2 separate regions of the Zea mays genome follow, and region 1 is linked to region 2. The links are chromatin contacts, called in public Hi-C maps. All regions are on one chromosome and are shown on one strand. Each heading gives the region's core, a stretch centred on a gene start, on an enhancer-like site or on the middle of the called end of the contact. The rest is flanking DNA. Distances are from core to core; before and after follow the strand shown.

Region 1 (6,073 bases), core at 3,516-6,015, 320 kb before region 2:
ATGCTACAATCGCTAAACAAAAATGCTGAACAGAACAATCCTAAAAAACTGAAAAACAAATACTTGACAAAACAAATATTGAATCTCGTCGCTTAAAAAATTCTCAACAAACAAATTACATTCAACAAAACCCTAAGCACCACCGCCATCCGCCGTGAAAAGCAGTTTAAAACAAAAACCCTAAGCACGACATTCAACAAAACCCTAAGCACCTCCGCCGTCCACCGTGGAAAAAGCAATTCAACAAAAACCCTAAGCTACAACAAAAACCCCAGCACACCAGTGCATTTCCCCACATACCTACCTTACCCCACTCATCCCCGCCACCGACAGACTCGACCGCTTACTTCGATTCGGCACATTGCACAGGGCGCCTCCACATCTGCCGTCAAAAACCCATCAACAAAACCCTAAACTATCACATTACTCACCTTCCACATCGTGATGAATCAGTCTCGTTGTTCAGTCACGTCGCCCGAGATCCCCATCGAAAGCTACTCTGTCGCTGACAAGGATCGCAAAGAGAGTGGGAGAGCGCGCGATGGCAAAACCACTAGAGGGCAAAACAAACAAACGATCGCACGTTTCAATTAGCCATTCCAGGTACGGTTTTTAGCGCGTCGGGTAACACATTAACCACCCACATGTTGTTGGTTGAGCCAGACCGCACTCGAGTTGGTTGGTTGGTTGAACCGGTTGGGTCTATTTGGACTCAGCTGATCAGCTGTTGGTTTATCACCTAAGGTGATAAATAGATTATATATAAGTAAACCATATATATGATGATGTTTTTTTATCTTTGTTGTCTCTTAATGATTGATATATCGATAGTTGTTATCACGCATTTGGTGCCCTAATTGTGTTTGTATCATAAAGAGATTTTTGTGCTTCAGTGTTCAATCCCCAAATAGGGAACAAAGATGTGTTGGGATAGGGATGTGTTTGTCCCCGTTAAGGCCTTGTTCGATTGCATGAGGATCAAAGGGGATTAAATCTTCTTTTCAATTTTAAATAGCAAGGGATTTAATCCCCTCCAATCCCCTAAATGTACCCCTAACCGAGGTCCTAAACATTGTTCGGTTTGGAGTGGATTAAAGGGGATTGAAGGTAGAAAATTAGTTCATGTTTGGCAATTTTTAATCAAAGAAAGATTTTGAGTTTCGAAAGTAGCCCCTAAGCAGGGGCGAAGCCAGCCTCCACATTCGCTGGTGTCAGCATCATTAAGCACACAATGTTTAAACAATATTTTATACTAGAAATTTTGAAATCCCTTGGTGTCAGCTAACACTGGTGCTAAGCTATAGCTCTGCCCCTAAGCCCTAAGTATATCGAGGCAGGAACGGGGAATCGGTTCGGGTCGGGAATAGAGGGCTAGTTCTCACGTCAGCTCCACCATGTCTCGTTGCCATCTCTAAGCAGAGCATGGATATGAGGAATAGAGGATAAGGCCATGTTTGGGAATAAAGTATTTGAAAACTACAGTTTTGTAATACAATAGTTTTAAAATGCCAATACATACCCACAATTTTTTACCGTAGCATTAAAATCTTTGGTCAGAAGCTATATTTACAAAATTGTGAAAGTACTGCATTTTAGTCAAAACTACAGTTTTGAAAACAGAGTTTTTTTAAAAAAACTACCAAACACTGTATAAGAAAAAAATACTACAGTATCTTCAATACTATAATATTCTATAAAAAAAGAGAAAATACTTCACTGACAAGCAGGGCCGCCGGTGGCCTACGTATTTCTTGTTCTCTACTCGGGAAACAGACAGGACAGGGACGGAGGCCAAACCCAACCCAAAGCCCAAGCCGAAGAGGAAAGGATAGGAGACGGATAGGGTACCCGCGATGAGGCCCGCCGCCGCCAGTACCGGCGGGTTCCATCTCGTGCTCCCCGCGGCGCACAGGCTGCCTCCTAGTCTTCCTAGCATCAGTAGCCGAAGAGGTGTAAGGATACGAGCGGCGGCGGCAGCAGGCGGTGGCGGCGCGCTGCTGGGGCGTCCCATGGAGGACGTGTACAAGGTGCGCGTGGAGCGAGGCGAGGTGGCGCGGGCACGGATGGAGGCGCTGCGGGTCATGGAGACGTGGTCGTCGTGGCGCACGGGTGGCCGGTGCCGGATGCCGTGGGACTGGCAGGTCGACCAGCTCGTGTACATCGTGTCCGGGGAGGTGAAGGTCATCCCCGCCGGCGCTGTCCACGGCGACGACTACATGCACTTCGTGGCCGGGGATCTGGTCAGGTACCCGCGCTGGTTCGAGGCCGACCTCTACTTCGACGGCCCGTACGAGGAGCGCTACCGGTTTCTCGCCTACGGAGACGACAACTAGTTAGTACATCTGCATTTCAAGCAGCTTTGCCTAGACCCTAGAGTATCCATCTACCGGCAATGCATGCGTTGTAATGTTCCTCTGTAATGTATTGGTGTGGCGTAGTCAGGCACCGAAATAAACCAATCATTCCAATGTTTGCGAATTTTATTATATAACTTATTAGTTCCTCCAAACTTCTAAATTGGCTATGATACGCGTGCAAGAGAAATAAACTGTTTCTTAATTCCAACATTATAGCATACTACAAATATTTGAATACTCATGCTTCTTGATACAATTGCTTAGACAGTTTCAGCACTGCCGCCAGCATCAATTTTTTTGCCTGCACCCGCGGAGTTCAGCAACTTAACCAGAATACTATATTTAACAGATACTTTGTGGATGATGGTACTAAAAATAAGTAACATTAACCAGGCATAACAATTCAGGGGAAACGGAGAGAAGATGTTTGACAAGGTGCCAATAGCCACAGGCTACAAAAGGATTAATAATACGAGAGAAACAAAGAAAAAAAATGGAAGACAAAGGATTAAGTTTGTTTATCTCATCAGTTATCGCTCCTATTTCGAAGCATGTCCCAACATCACTATCAGTTGTAATTTGTCCTCTGTCTTCTGGTACCCTGAATCCCTCCTCTTCCACCACCTGAATTCGAGTTCATGTTGCTTCCACCACCTGAGTTTGAGTTCAGGTTGCTTCCACCACCTGAATTCGAGTTCAGGTTGCTTCTTCCTCTTCTCCCAGTCCAGCCACCGTTGGGCCGAAAAGCAGCGCCTGCACTAATGTTAGAACTGCCACCGTTCTGAAGGTAGAAATGACTGGTATCCTCGATCACCATTTCATCAGCGCCTGAGTGATTTGCTGATGCCCTTGCGCGATTACGGTGCCGGCGCCGTCCCCTGTTATTATGAGGTCTCACGCCAGAGTAGCCAAACTCTTGCTGATGATAGATGCTGGTGGCAGTGCCAAGAATGTTGTCCCTAATATTGATCATACCAGCATGTGCTTGTGAAGAGCTGGGATTGCTGGCCTCAGTCCCAGCAGAAGCAAACAACGTAGCACCCGCCAAATGGTAGTCATATTCATAATCATCATCATCGAAATCAATAGTGCCATCATAATCATCCATGTCCAAGTCTTGGGTGCCGGGAGTTATGAGGTCCAAAGGATCAATGCCGTTGTTCACAAGATCCATGTCCCATTCATGCCCGTCGTCATCATCAAACACCGTGGGGTGGGAGAAAGTTGGCAGCAGCAGCTGCTCGGTGGAGTGCTCTCCTCTGGCTGCAGCGGCCAAGCCAAGGCCTATGAATTCAAAAACATTGGGAGGATGGAAAATTGGCAGCTGTTGTTGTTGCTGCCTTGTGCTCTCTACTCTGGCTCCAGTGGGCCTTGGGGGAGCGTTGTCCACAGAGGCTGCGGATCCACCACGCCCATAGATGGGTATGATAGCATCATCAGCTACCTGACCCTTGCAGACAGGGCACTCACGGTGGTGAGAATGGACATGGAGCCACTGATAGAGGCACTCCCAGCAGAAGAGATGGCCGCACCTGGTGACCACAGGTTCAGCGGCCATGTCAAAGCAGACGTTGCACTCAAAGTTGGCAGCGCTGCGGTTAGCCTTGTCGTCAGGCTCCCTGGTATCTGTTGAACCCGCGGTTCCCGAGGCGGAAGACTTGTCCGCTGAGATGGAACGAGTAAGGTACCGGTGGCGGCTGGATGTGGAGGAGGCCGCCTGTAGCTCCGATAGAGAGACAGGCGCGGAGTCACGATGAACGGCATCCACACGGCGGTAGCGATGGTGAGGCTGCGGGGGCGGCCACCCCCTTGACCTGCCTCCTCTCCACCTGCCGCTACCTCCGCCTCCGCCGCTGGTACCTCCATGGATCATGTCATTGGTGGAATTAGTAGTATAGCGGGGTGTCGTGAAGCCTCTTCCTCCTGATCCTCGGCCGCCGCTGCCGGTGGAATCGGTCCAGCCGGCCATGGAATCGAATCGGAAATCGTTAAAGAAAAACCTAGGGAAGAGAAACAAGATTCGTTAGAGCTGAGCTGAGGTGAACACGAAACATCTAAGCCTAAAAAGGAAATTATGTTGTGGTGTAATCTGCGCGTATACGTATCCTCCATCCATCTGCCTGCTTACGTGGTGATCGAGGAGGAGGGATGCGGGGGATTAGGGTTCGGAGATTGGGGGTACTAAATTAGATTTTTGGAATCGAGGAGCAATAAAAGAAAAGGGGATCAAGGAGGAGAAGGTACGAACCGGGGGACAGTCGCCGATGGCCGGGGTCAGCGGCAATCGGTTGGCCGATGAAGATGAAGAGGAGGGACGAGAATGACGCAGCGGGCGCTCGGCGGAAGAGGGAAGGCAGGCGTCGTACTCCGCCTCCGTCTCGGTTTGGTTCCCTTCCCACACCGAGAGCCGAGAGGACCGGACGAGGCAGGGAGGCGACCGCTCGAGGCCGGCTGTTTCTATAGGCGTGACTTCTGGGCCGCGCTAAAAGTCCGAGCACGACAAGGCCCGAAGCTGGCGGCAAGCTAGGCCAGGTACGCCACGATATATGAGTTAGGTATTGGCCGACCATCAATCCTAATATACGGTATAATACTGTCTCCAGCAATGTCCTCTACATATATCCTCTATATCCATTATTTATAATTTTTTTTAAAAGATTCTATCTCCTATATCTACTTCCTCTCCAACAACATCTTCTAAATTACGTCATCTATATGTAAATACCTATATTAAAAACATTTTTTAATTTTTAATTTTTATACATATGTATTTATCGTACTCTCAAATGTATTGTACATATTTTAGTTTTACTAAACCGGTTGTTTAAAATATTCAAATAAATAGAGAACCGTTTAGAGAAACTCTATATATAGAGGATCCAGCAGCGTCCTCTAAATTTATAGGACCGTTTAGAGGACGCTGCTAGAGGGAGTAGAGGACGTCCTCATCCTCTAAATTTAGGGTACAGGACCCTTTAGCTCCTTGTTGGAGCTAGTCTAAGACATAGCCCCTGTAACTAAATCTGTTAAAGCACACCAGGTGACACGTCTCATTAAAGGCACGACCCAATAAAAGAAAAGTCCATTTAATATGTCGACCTATATAAGTTGTTTTGTGTCTAGGGATGTGTTGGGATAAAGGCTGACCTGGCCCTCGGTCACCAAAGCGAAGTCAACACTAACCGTTGACTAACTGTAACGCTGCAGGTGATTAGAGACTTCAACGACATCGGTCATCGGCTAGCGGGCGTGGGAGTCCTCGACCCATCTTGAGGAACGAGACGTTTGGAAACAAGAAGCCTTCGCCAAGGCGCAGTCGTAACAAAAACTGGCGAAAGACGTGAAGGCTCCTCCGGGTGAAGGCTACGAGCGTGGTAGACTTGCTTGTCCAAGTCGCGGGCCCGTAGTGACAACGGGTGGGGCCCATTTGTCAATGTAATTAGCGGGTACATTTGCAAGTGCACATAACCAGAGGGGGCTGCGGGACTGTAATTACCCCGTTGTATAGTCCGTGTTGTAAAAAACGACCGTTAACTAGGGGCAGTGGCGTACTTTGGACCACCTACCCTGTACGGCCCTATAAATACCCCCATCATGTAGCGAGATGGGCACGCATAACGAGAAGTTACTGTTGTATGTTGTTTGCCTTATCGTGCACCTGAGCTCTCTCCCACTGTCTCTAAGTGTTTGGGTCCACCTGATAGTGCGCCAGCGCG
Region 2 (6,023 bases), core at 284-2,783:
CCTTCTAGTGGACCCGGGGGATATCTGTCCCCCACAGTAACAACCACGGAATATGAACAAAAGTTAAAAACAATCATTATGGCAATGGTATGCATAGATTTACAAATGCATAGATTAACTCATGTGTGATGAACTAACAGATGATGAATTTAGAAATGTATACATTAACATGATTTAGTTAAGAAGATATCTGATTCATCAAATAAAAACAGAAACTAAATTCATTGATGCTTAAAATAAAATAATATAAGTGGCCAACTGAATTCATTGATGCACTGGACAATAGATGATGGTACATACAGATCTTGTTTAATCACCACTTGAGGCACATACAATTCATTATAGCAAACACAGTAAAACATTGTAATGAAGACATGAAAATTTTTCTTACCACTGGAGCTCGAGAATCCATTTCATTGGTTGGTTCATCTCCAAAATCTTCAATGAGGACAGGGTCAATAGGTGCATAAATAGCAGATCGACCTCCACCATGACTACTAGTGCCTCTCCCCCTAACTCCACGGTAACCTCGAATTGCACCTCGGGCATGAGAAATAGGAGCTGAAATGGATCTGGTGGATTGAAATAGTGTGCGCGCTGATCTACCACGACCAAGAGGAGGCAAACCTAGGTCGGATCCACCATCACCTGACTGGAGAACATCTTGGTAGGATGAGAGATATGGAAAATCGGTACCCTGGGACTAGGAGTTCAGATCAAGAGCTTCAATGCGGCTGCGAGGTGCTGGAACGTTGATGCGCGGTGGCAGAGCAAACGACGACTGCGAGAAGGTGTCGAAGTCGTCGTCCTCGGGAGCTTCATGACCAGTGCGGTTCTTGGACGTCGATGAAGAGCAACCTTGGGATAAGAAGTCCCTGAAGTTGTGGTGGTTCTCCATCTTGCGACCGATGACGGAGAAGAAGGAGCGAGCGGCTGGTGGTCAGATGGGGAGCAAGCGGCTGGGGAGCAAGTTGGCGGTGGCCGGATGGGGAGAAGCTCTCGAGCGCGATGTCCACGAACCCGACGGCGCCGAAAAGGTGATATGACGGAGCGCGATGTCCCGTGGATCATCCCATGAATGGAGAACAAAATCATTGCCGAAGAAGGGTTTCCACCACGGGGACGACGACACCGACGGGACGACGACGACACGCGCCTCCACCACGGGGACAACGACGACACGCGCCTCCGCGGCCTTCTCCGCCGTGAAGAGGGGAGCGCGCGGTGAAGGCAGCACGCGTGGTGACGGGTTGTGGCGGCGTGAAGGGAGCGCGCGCGGGCTGTGGCGGCTAGGGTTTTTTTGCCGATGCAGCTCGAGAGCCGGGAGAGGAAATTTTGCTGTTTAGTCCCGTTTAGGAGCCCTTGGAGGGACTAGAGACTAAACTAGTTTAGACCCTTTATTAGTTCTTGTGTTTGAGGAATTAGAGACTAAAAAGAACTAAAAAGTAGGGACTAAAGATTAGTCCTATGGAACCAAGCAGAGCCTAAGTCGCACCGTCCAGGTGTCAACTGCAAGGGAAAACAAAGAGTGTGTGCTGTGTGTTATCCATTTCTTCTCCTCTCTGCTCTGTTCACTTCGTTCTAGTGGGGAGCGCCGCCGCTGCAGTTGCCGCCGCCACCAGAGCAGTCCACCTCGGTCTGATATGGCGACCGGGAGTGCAAGTGCCATCGCGTCCTTCTCCGTGGCGGCGGCAGCGGCTGCTGCTCTGCGCGTCAGGCGGCCATGCGCTCGCGCTTGCGCTTGGGCCCCCTCGCAGCGACCGCAGCAAGGGGCACTCGTCAGCCTCAAGCCTTGCGCCTCACTGGCACCACAAGCTCCTCTGTGGCGCGCGGAGTCGGATGCCGCGGGGGGTGGTGCCGGCGCCGGCGATGTCATGGGCCTCCTCCTCCGGGAGCGCATAGTCTTCCTCGGCAACGAGATCGAGGACTTCCTCGCGGACGCCGTCGTCAGCCAGCTCCTCCTCCTTGACGCCATCGACCCGGACTCTGACATCCGCCTCTTCGTCAACTCACCAGGGGGATCCCTTAGGTAAAGGTCTTGTATTCTTTCCCTAATTACAGACTTCCGTTTCAATCCTCATTATCTCTAATCCATTCATTCATCACCATGGACTACTCTTAATTTGTGTGCCTGCTTCATGTATATAGAGGCCCAATAGATTGACAACTTCTGTTAGTATGTTGGGGACTGATTACAAACCCATATCCCTGTCAAGATCGACATATTCTTACGATGTCTGCAGTCATCACTGTTTTTGGTGCAGCATTGCAATTTGCAGCACTAAATTGTTAAATGTAATCTCAACCGAACCAACCATGGATAAGTACACCGAAGAGATTACATTTAACACTCCTCCTCAATCATAACTTCCCTAGTTAAGATTGCGACAAAATTCCTGAAGCATGGTGGACATAGGGGTGGTAATGGGCCGCGATCCAAATGTTTTTTCACAATTTGTTAGGGCCCTAAATTATTTTTAGTTCAAAATGAATAGAAATAGAGCACAATCCTAATTCGATCCGATCCTTACATTTTATAGTGTAAAATTTAGAGCCCATTGTCAACCCTAGGTGGACGACAGTGCTTTGGTGAAACCATGTGCTAGTTGATCATGGGTCGATACTATTTGAACATCAAGCAACTTATGTGCAACTCTTTCTCGCACAAAGTGACAATTAACTTCTATATGTTTTGTTCTAGCATGGAACACTGGATTTGCAGACAAATAAGTAGCACCAAGATTGTCAACAACCTTGCTGTCTTTGGAGCGCTTAACTGCAACTCTTTGAGTAGAGTTCGTATCCGAATAATCTCTGCACTAGCATTTGCCGTAGCCTTATATTCTGTCTCGGTGCTTGACCTTGATACTGTATCCTGTTTTCTGGCACTCCAGGAAACTAAGTTAGCGCCCAAAAATATACAGAAACCACTAGTAGACCAGCGATCATCAACCGATCCTGCTCAGTCCGCATCAGAGAAAACACTAACGAGCATAGGCTGCGACTTGTGTAATTTTAATCCATAACCTGCAGTACCTCTGACATACCTGAGTATCCTTTTTACTGCTGTCCAATGTTCAGTACTAGGGGCATGAAGAAATTGACAAACTTTGTTTACTGGAAAAGACAGGTCTGACAGTGTCAAACTTAAATAATGTAGCGCCCTCACATTACTTCTAAAATGAGTAGCATCTTCTGTACCTAATGGTATACCAGATTCAATAGACATTTTTTCAGAAACCGCTAAAGGAGTATTATGTGCCTTGCACTGCATCATACCATCCCATTTTATGATATCTTGAGCATACTTTTCTTGTGACATAAATATATCAGCCTCACTTTTCTTTACTTCTATCCCAAGGACATAGTTAACTCTCCTAAGTCCTTTAACGCAAAATCTGATCTGAGATTGAGTAGAACTTGTGTAGCTTCTAATGAGGAGCTTGCTACTATGATTTCATCAACATATACTAATAAAAAAATCATGGTTCCATTCTTATTGTAGAAGAAAATAAATGTATCAGCCTTTGAAGGACTGAAGCCTAGTTCTTTTAATTTTGTGCTCAATCTAGAATACCAGGCCTTGGGAGCCTGTTTTAGACCATACAAGGCCTTATCAAGCTTGCATACATATTGAGAAGATTGTTTTCATGCCCAGGAGGTTGCCTCATGTATACTTCTTCCTCCAGAACGCCATGAAGAAACACATTCTGCACATCCAATTGCCGAAGACACCATCCCCTAGAGATAGCAACAAACAAAACAATTCTAATAGTAGTTGGTTTTACCACTGGGCTAAAAGTGTCTTCATAGTCAATACCATATATATGTTTAACCCCTTTTGCAACGAGACGGGCTTTATACCTGTCTATAGTTCCATCAAACTTTTTCTTAATTTTATATACCCACTTACAATCAACAATATATTTATTTCTCATTGCAGGTACTAGATGCCACATTTTATTCCTCATCAGGCCATTATACTCTTCATCCATATCATTTTTCCATCTTCTATCTCTTAAGGCCTATTCAACCTGCCGGTGTTTGACGTCGAGGAAGCGGCTACATAACAATGACGACAAGACGTAGCAAGGTTCGTAGTCGTGGCCCAGGCCCACCACATGTCATCTCACCCATGCAAGCTCATTTTGAGAGGTCTGTGCCCGGGCACGACGCGCAATCCACGCTCTCGTGCACCATTTGTGGCTCCATAGGACCCAGTTCTGGGGGTTGTGCCCTAGGCTCCAGAGCTGCGACACATGGCTCCACCTCTTGTGCAAATTCCACAACTACAGCATGGCGCGCGGAATGCGGGTCGCCGACCAGCGCTCATGCGAACACCGTCCTGACAAGAGGGTTGGGTTCATGCCACGTCCTCAAGAGCAGCCTCCACCTGCTGGATAGGCTGCTCAACCGATTCATCCCGTCGGGGCCGGGTGCTTGGCACTCACGTCAGCTCTATATAATGTGTCCGCAGAAGTTTTGCCCTCACCTCCTTGAGAAGTACAATGGGACCATCAAGCCCACCGAGTTCCTCCAAATCTCACCACCACCATCCTCGCTACCGTGGGAGATGAAGAGGTGGTGCCAAACTACTTTCATGTGGCCTTGACCCGTAGTGCTTGGTCTTAGCTCATGAATCTCCTCGAGGCCTCCATCTGGTCTTGGGGTGAGCTCTGTTGACATTTCATGTCCATCTTTGAGGGCACATTTGTGCAGTGCAGTGCTTCTGTCGAGTTAGTAACACCATCCCACACATCACCGCGACTTCCATTGTAGTCACCTTCCGCCAAGGTGTATGGGATGAGAAGATACTAGAGAAGTTGGTCACCTGCAACATTCAGGACGTTGGTGAGCTCCTCTATGATGGACAAGTGCATGGGCCATCGAGGGCCATGTGTGGCATGCTCCCCTCGCTATTTAGCTGGGCCTGACAGATGCCACACCCTTCCAAACGATCACCAATGAGAAGGGCAAGGGCCTAGGCGCCTTCTAGGTCTATGCCACCATGGGCGGTAGCAGTAATGACGCCCCTTGTGGAGATATGCGACATTGCTCAGGGCCCTACGACAGTGAGCAGAAGAAATATTGCTCCATGCATAAGACTGGCGCCATGACTTGACTAAGTGTTGGATAGTCAAACTTGCCCGAGAGCGTTGAGCAACGCTTTGGTCAACAACGCCAACAAGATCGACAACCGCAAAAGAAGGAAGACGCCAACAAGGTCCCATCTCCTGGAGGTAGTGGGGACGACCTTGACCTCCAGGAGTCAGAGCGCACCATCACTATCATCTACGGTGCCTCCGACGAGCTAAGCTCCTGCCCTACCATCAAGCTTCTCCACTACGAGGTGCGCAATGCGATCCTGTGGCCCCACTCTTATTGAACCCCTCAGATGGTCCGAGACAACTATTTCCTTCGATTCCTTCGGCTGCCCACACAACATGGCAGACGCAGGGGTCCTACCTCTCTTGGTATCTCGCACGCCAGGCTCAGACACATACCAATTGATGGTGGAATTGGCTTCTTATCGATGTACACTTTTGACGAGATGCAAATTCCACACGCCAACCATAGGGCCATGTGCCCATTCACGGGAGTTTCCTTGGCAATGGTCCTTTCTGTCAGCTCCGTCAAGCTAGCAGTATTTCAATTTGATCGTTGCCGAGTATGTAGATTTTATCGCAGCGAGCTCCATCTTCCTTATAACGCCATTCTTGGGTGCCCCATGCTCTTTTAAGTTCATGGTGGCTGCCCACTATGGGTACTTGGTTGTCAAGATGCTGGCCCCAAAGGCGCCATCACCATCCCCTATGAGTGCACCAAAGCGATGGCCACAACCCACAGTCAAGAAGCTACATGACATTATGGCGTACGGTTCTAGAGCTGAGCCTCAAATGGGGGGCCCACTTATGAGGGTCCCAAGGTTGCCTCTACGGTGCTCGTTTATGCTCCTAGAGGCCTGATGATCCCTGATTCATCATAGGCCTGCTCTGATAAGTGGAGGCGGGGCGTGCCCATCA

Evidence for each region. A called contact is a pair of places that touch in the nucleus more often than the background predicts.
Region 1: a contact with region 2 is called in a Hi-C map of ear, with 5 times the contacts expected there. The contact joins the promoter of LOC100191396 here to the promoter of LOC100272517 in region 2. A contact is called at or near these places in 12 of 25 Hi-C or Micro-C datasets (bundle sheath, ear, leaf and 4 more) and 1 of 3 datasets of contacts at active chromatin or transcription factors (leaf).

Annotation. Positions count from the first base shown.
Region 1 is chr1:108,125,738-108,131,810 of Zm-B73-REFERENCE-NAM-5.0, reverse strand. LOC100191396 (putative RING/U-box superfamily protein) reads right to left here and starts at 4,765. Exons shown (of 1, transcript NM_001136830.1): 1 at 2,723-4,765. The coding sequence starts at 4,326. The coding sequence ends at 2,926. It overlaps LOC100277516 (plastid transcriptionally active 18), which reads left to right and starts at 1,782. Exons shown (of 1, transcript NM_001151050.1): 1 at 1,782-2,563. The coding sequence starts at 1,854. The coding sequence ends at 2,333.
Region 2 is chr1:107,802,920-107,808,942 of Zm-B73-REFERENCE-NAM-5.0, reverse strand. LOC100272517 (ATP-dependent Clp protease proteolytic subunit) reads left to right here and starts at 1,533. Exons shown (of 2, transcript NM_001146986.1): 1 at 1,533-2,029. The coding sequence starts at 1,644.